2 separate regions of the Mus musculus genome follow, and region 1 is linked to region 2. Evidence: chromatin contacts called from public HiChIP or PLAC-seq data. All regions are on one chromosome and are shown on one strand. The core of a region is the stretch at or near the end of the contact, and the rest is flanking DNA. Distances in the headings are between cores, read along the strand shown.

Region 1 (2,951 bases), core at 208-2,707, 210 kb before region 2:
CTTTATTGCTTAAATATACTAACGTGGTATTTTTCTATGATCCATGAAATACTGGCTTTATTGACCTGTGGTTAGACACCCTGGGATGTTGCCTCAGGCTTGCAGTAGACAGGTTTTGTACCACAATAATAGCAAGACCATTCATATCATCCAGGACCAAGAAACTGAGCCTGGTAGTGCCTGCTTGTAACTCTAGCGCTTGGGAGGCATTTGCTGGAGGGTGGAAGTCCAAGCTCATATTCAGCTGCACAGTTAATATGAGACCAACCTGAACTATGAGACCCTGTCTCAAAACAACACACACACACACACACACACACACACACACACACACGGGGGGGGGGGGATTGGAAAAGTAGCAGAGAACTGACTATTGCTTCTATACCCTTATAGCAAGCTAGATTTGTTGACACTTAAAGAGTTTAGTGTGCAGTGAGGGGGGTTTATAAAACCTTCTTTGGGCTAAAAATCAATGTCACCATTTGCTCCTACTTAGGTTTAGGTAAGTAATCTGACTTCCCCATGCCTTAGTTTCTCAAGATAGAAAGAACAGTACTTATCTCACAGCACTGACGTGATGTTGAGATGAGTCGATATTAATAGATATAAAATGTTTAAGATGAGTTAAGATCTAGCACGAGAGTCACGTGACTATGTAGTCATAACTTTGCTAATGATGGTTATAACCTGTGATGGTTTGTATATCCTTGGACCAGGGAGTGGCACCATCTGAAGGAGTGGCCTTGTTGGAATAGGTGTGAACTGGTTAGAATGGGTGTGTCACTGTGGGTGTGGGTATAAGATCCTCACCCTAGTTGCCTGGAAGTCAGTCTTCCACTAGCCGCCTTTGGATGAAGACATAGAACTCTCAGCTCCTCCTGTGCCATGCCTGCCTGGATACCTTGATGATAATGGACTGAACCTCTGAACCTGTAAGCCAGCCCCAATTAAATGTTGTTTTTTATAAGACTTGCCTCGGTCATGGTGTCTGTTCACAGCAGTAAAACCCTAACGAAGACATAACCTTTTCATGAACATTCGTGTGTAAGCACTCCGTGAACAATGGCAATGGAAGTACTTACTGTTCAGTAACAAGTTCCCCAAAGCAGGGAAGCATCCTGAAGCACAAAATGCATTTTCTTTTTATGAACCTTGTCTGAATTACCCACCTCTGAGTAAGAAAGTGGGAATGACATACTAATGGAAAAACAGGCTAATGTGCCTGCCCCCACCTCCCATTCGTGGGGTGGAATCATTTATGGGAACACTCTCCAACTTTCTAAATGCTGCAATCAAATCGCTGCATGGAGAAAGCTACAGAACCAAGTTCCAAACAATGAAAATATCAGTTTCTCCGTGGAGCTGGTCCAACCATCTGGCATTCATATGTCGTTCTGGGGTGGGTGATCGTACAGGCGAGTAATGACCCAACCCTACTTCTAGGCGAGTGAGTGGCTTTCGTACAGGAAGCTTTCTCTGGTCACTTGTGGCTGGTCACTGTTACCAGAAGAAGCCTCCTCCCCCCACTTCCCCTGTTGCCGATTTAAATTCAGATCTTTCTTCAAGGGCCCAAAAAAAAAAAAAAAAAAAAAAAAAAAAAGAAAAGAAAAAAGTAAAAGAAAAAGACTTAGCATGCCTCTGGGGAGTTCAAGGCACTGAGGATTCAGTATTTCATAAATAAATGTGTTCTTCAAGGCAGTTTCTAAGAAAGAAAGGGCCGACCCTGTTAGGCAGGCCAGACACAGTTTAATGACAATTGCCTCTTCTAAATGGATCTAAATTAAATATTGATAATCTTAGTTCATGATAAAATCTAGTTTTTTTTTGTTTTTTTTTTTTTTTTTGGGGGGGGACGAAAGGTTTTATTTGGCTCACATATCGAGACCACAGTCTACCATTGAGGGAAGTCAGGGCAGGAACTCAAGCAAGAGCAGAGGCAGGGACAATGGAGGAAAGCTGTCAGCTGTCTTGTTCTGGGCCATTTACTCAGCTTGCTTTCTTATCACCCAGGGTCACCTTCCTAGAAGTGGCACTGTCCACACTGGGCTGGATCTTCCCACATCAGTAGTTAATTAAGAAACAGAAATCACTATTCAAGAAAACAGACATGCCAACAGGCCAGTCTGATGGAGGTAAATCTTCAACTGCAGTTCCTTCTTCTCGTGTGACTCCAGTTTGTGTCTAGTCAATACAATATGATGAAGCAAGTGGAGTAGCCGTCATTTCTTTCTTTTTTTTTTTTTTTGTAGTTTTAAATTTATTTATGGTAATTTTTAACACTTAGTAAATACTATCTACAGTTAAACTACTTGTTCTTTTTTTTTTTCTTTCCATTTTTTATTAGGTATTTAGCTCATTTACATTTCCAATGCTATACCAAAAGTCCCCCATACCCACCCACCCCCACTCCCCTACCCGCCCACTCCCCCTTTTTGGCCCTGGCGTTCCCCTGTTCTGGGGCATATAAAGTTTGTGTGTCCAATGGGCCTCTCTTTCCAGTGATGGCCGACTAGGCCATCTTTTGATACATATGCAGCTAGAGTCAAGAGCTCCGGGGTACTGGTTGGTTCATAATGTTGATCCAACTATAGGGTTGCAGATCCCTTTAGCTCCTTGGGTACTTTCTCTAGCTCCTCCATTGGGAGCCCTGTGATCCATCCATTAGCTGACTGTGGGCATCCACTTCTAAAATCTAGTTTTGATAAACCTTGGAACACAGACAGGTACTTCTTATTTCTTTAGTATAAGCTGTGAATTTTGTTAGCATTTTATCTTTTCCCCATAGTGTGAGACTTGACATACAGTTGAAGGCGCATTTGTTCCTTTAAAATAATTACTCTAAGGAGCTGAGCTACTAAGTTAGGTATACTTACTTGGTAGATTCTAAGGAGTGCTTTAAAAATATTGGGAGCAGTGTATGACAGTGGAAGACTGTCATAAAATGCCAATAG
Region 2 (2,700 bases), core at 146-2,645:
CTAAGGGTCTGTTGATTATAGTGTGGTTATCCTGTACTTTATGGCTAATATCCACTTATAAGTGAATACATGCTATGCATGTCCTTTTGAATCTGGGTTACCTTGTTCAGGATCATATTTTCTAGTTCTATACATTTGCCTAAGAAATTCATGATGCCCTTGTTTTTAGTAGCTGAATAGTATTCCATTATGTAGATGTAGCACATTTTCTGTATCCATTCTCCAGTTGAGAGACATCTACATTGTTTCCAGTTTCTGGCTATTACAAATAAAGCTGCTATGAACATAGACAAATGTCTTCAACCCAAAATGTTTCTTGCCTACAAGATGTGCAGTGACAAAGAGCAGAGACTAAAGGAATGGCCAACCAAGACTGCCCCAAATTGAGACCCATTCCATGGGCAAGAGCCCTGATACTATTAATTATACTCAGTTATGCTTGCAGACAGGAACCCAGCATAACTGTCCTCTGAGAGGCTCCATCCAGCAGCCAGTGGAAAGACATGCAAAGACTCACACTCAAGCATTAGATGGAGCTGCGGGGGGTCTTAGAGAAGAATTGAGAGAAGGATTGATGGACATGAAGAGGACAGTGTTAACTGACCTGGACCTTAGGGGCTCCCAGAGACTGAACCACCAGCCAAAGAGCTAGCACAGGCTGGACCTAAACCCTCTGCACATATGTAGCAGATAAGCAGCTTGGTCTTCACGCGGGTCCCCCAACAACAGAAGCAGGGGATATCTCTGAGTCTGCTGCCTGTTCGCCTACCTGCGAATGCCATTCCCCTAAATTGTCCACCTTGTCTGCCCTCAGTGGGAGAGGATCCACCTCGTCCTGCAGCGACTTGTGCGTGGAGGGGGGAGCGACACTCAGAGGGACACTTAAAGAGGGAAAAGGTGGAATGGGGGGAGAACTTTTGTGAGGAGGTACTGGGAGGAGAGGAAGGGCTGATACTGGGCTGTAAAGTGAATAAATACTTATTTTTTTTAAAAGAAGGTAATAGAGAAGCGTAAGCTAAAACGATGTAAAAATTAGACTTTGGTGATGTAGCCCTAATCAGACAAACTGGGGCTTGAATATTGGCTTTCCCCAACACTAGACAGGTCATGTGGGACAAGCCAGTTGACCTGTTTCTCACATTGACTAGGATGTGGAGTGGAGCATGGTCATGGCACACACTCTTATAGGGCCGTGGGGGGCTTAGGAGAGACTGTATACCCACCATACTAATCGGTTTGTCAGGATTTGGCACACGGTCATTCACTCCCCAGGTTCTTGAGTGATGAGAAAGTTGGAAGGGACAAGAAAATGGATGGAGTGTAGTTCTCCATGACCAGAATAAGCCAGACTGCACTTCTCTTCTTCAAAGGTTTTGAAACAGAGGGCATGTTCCCTGCTGACTGTGCCTGGAAGGTATGTGACATCCCACAGAAGAGACCAACAGTATGCTCAGCACAGAGTAATGTAAATATCTTACAGTCATGACGTGTTCAAGGAGATATTTCACTTCAGCAAAGTAAAACAAACCCAGAAACTACTGAAACCCTAGTTCCCATGTTTGAGCAAGAAGATGATAAGACAAAGATAAAGAAGGATTTTTAAAAAAAACCGCTCTAATGCACCCCCCTTGTGAACTAGAAATGATTTTTGGAATTTATTAAGAAATCAAAAAGCAGGACCATCAAGATGGCTCAGTGGGTCAGATGTTCACAGTTGAGCCTGGTGCACTGAGTTTGATTCCCAGGACTCATATAGTAGAACTGACTCTCATAATTTGTCCTCTGACCTGTGGATGCATGTGAACACACACACACACACACACACACACACACACACACACACACACACACACACTAAATGTAAAAAGATCTTTAAAAAAACCATAAAGCAAGGACTATTTGAGGACTCACTATATTCCATAGAGCACAAGTTGCTGTGTGTAATAAGGACACGTTGCTAGATTACGATAACAGAGATGACTGCTTGCTTTTAACTCAGAGAGCATAGACAGAACCCACCTACATGCAGAAAAAGCAATCCCTTGACAACATTTGGAGCTAATTTTCTCAAATCTATCAAAAATCTCATAAAATTGTTTTCCAAAGACTAGGAAATTAGTATCTGTGGCTAGTTTGTGTTGCTCAGTATTTCAACTTGTAGGAGCTATTTCTCTCCTTCTTCCTGTGGGTCCCAGGGATTGATCCATCAGGATTTACCCTTTGAGCTGTTTTTCTGGCTCTTCTGATGACCCTTTTAAAATCATTTGGTTTAATGTTGCAAGTATTATACTGAAAATAGGGTATCCTGAAGCAACAACAATAAAACCCAACTGTGGTGGTATGAATGGAAATGGCCTCCGTGGTCTGATGTGTTTGAATGCTTGGCCCATAGAGAGTGGTATATTAGGAGGTGTGGCCTTATTGAAGTGGGTTGGAGGAAGTGTGTCACTGTGGGGGTAGGTTTTGTGGTCTTCTACACTCAAGCTATGCCCAGTATGGTACACAGTCTCCTCCTGCTGCCAGTGGTAGAACTCTCAGCTCCTTCTTCAGCACCACATCAGCCTGCATATCACCTTTTCCCCACCACGATGATAATGAACAAAACCTCTGAAACTGTAAGCCAGCCCCAGTTTAAATGTTCCCTTTGTAAGAATGGCTGTGGTCATGGTGTCTCTTCACAGCAATGAAAACCTTAAGACA

Evidence for each region. HiChIP or PLAC-seq counts read pairs in DNA pulled down with a chosen protein or histone mark.
Region 1: a CTCF HiChIP or PLAC-seq map of the NIH/3T3 cell line shows a contact between it and region 2, with 8 read pairs. The contact joins two enhancer-like sites.

The regions. Positions count from the first base shown.
Region 1 is chr4:58,567,022-58,569,972 of GRCm38.p6, reverse strand. No RefSeq gene overlaps it. Among named protein-coding and RNA genes, the nearest start is that of Lpar1, 15 kb to the right of the region's middle. Within about 2 kb of position 1,457, at least 32 of the 459 cell types and tissues checked have an H3K27ac peak or open chromatin away from gene starts, as enhancers often do. A contact at or near this core is called in the NIH/3T3 cell line, where this site is marked.
Region 2 is chr4:58,357,921-58,360,620 of GRCm38.p6, reverse strand. The region is part of intron 11 of Musk (muscle, skeletal, receptor tyrosine kinase); the gene reads right to left. Among named protein-coding and RNA genes, the nearest start is that of Musk, 73 kb to the right of the region's middle. Within about 2 kb of position 1,395, at least 8 of the 459 cell types and tissues checked have an H3K27ac peak or open chromatin away from gene starts, as enhancers often do. A contact at or near this core is called in the NIH/3T3 cell line, where this site is marked.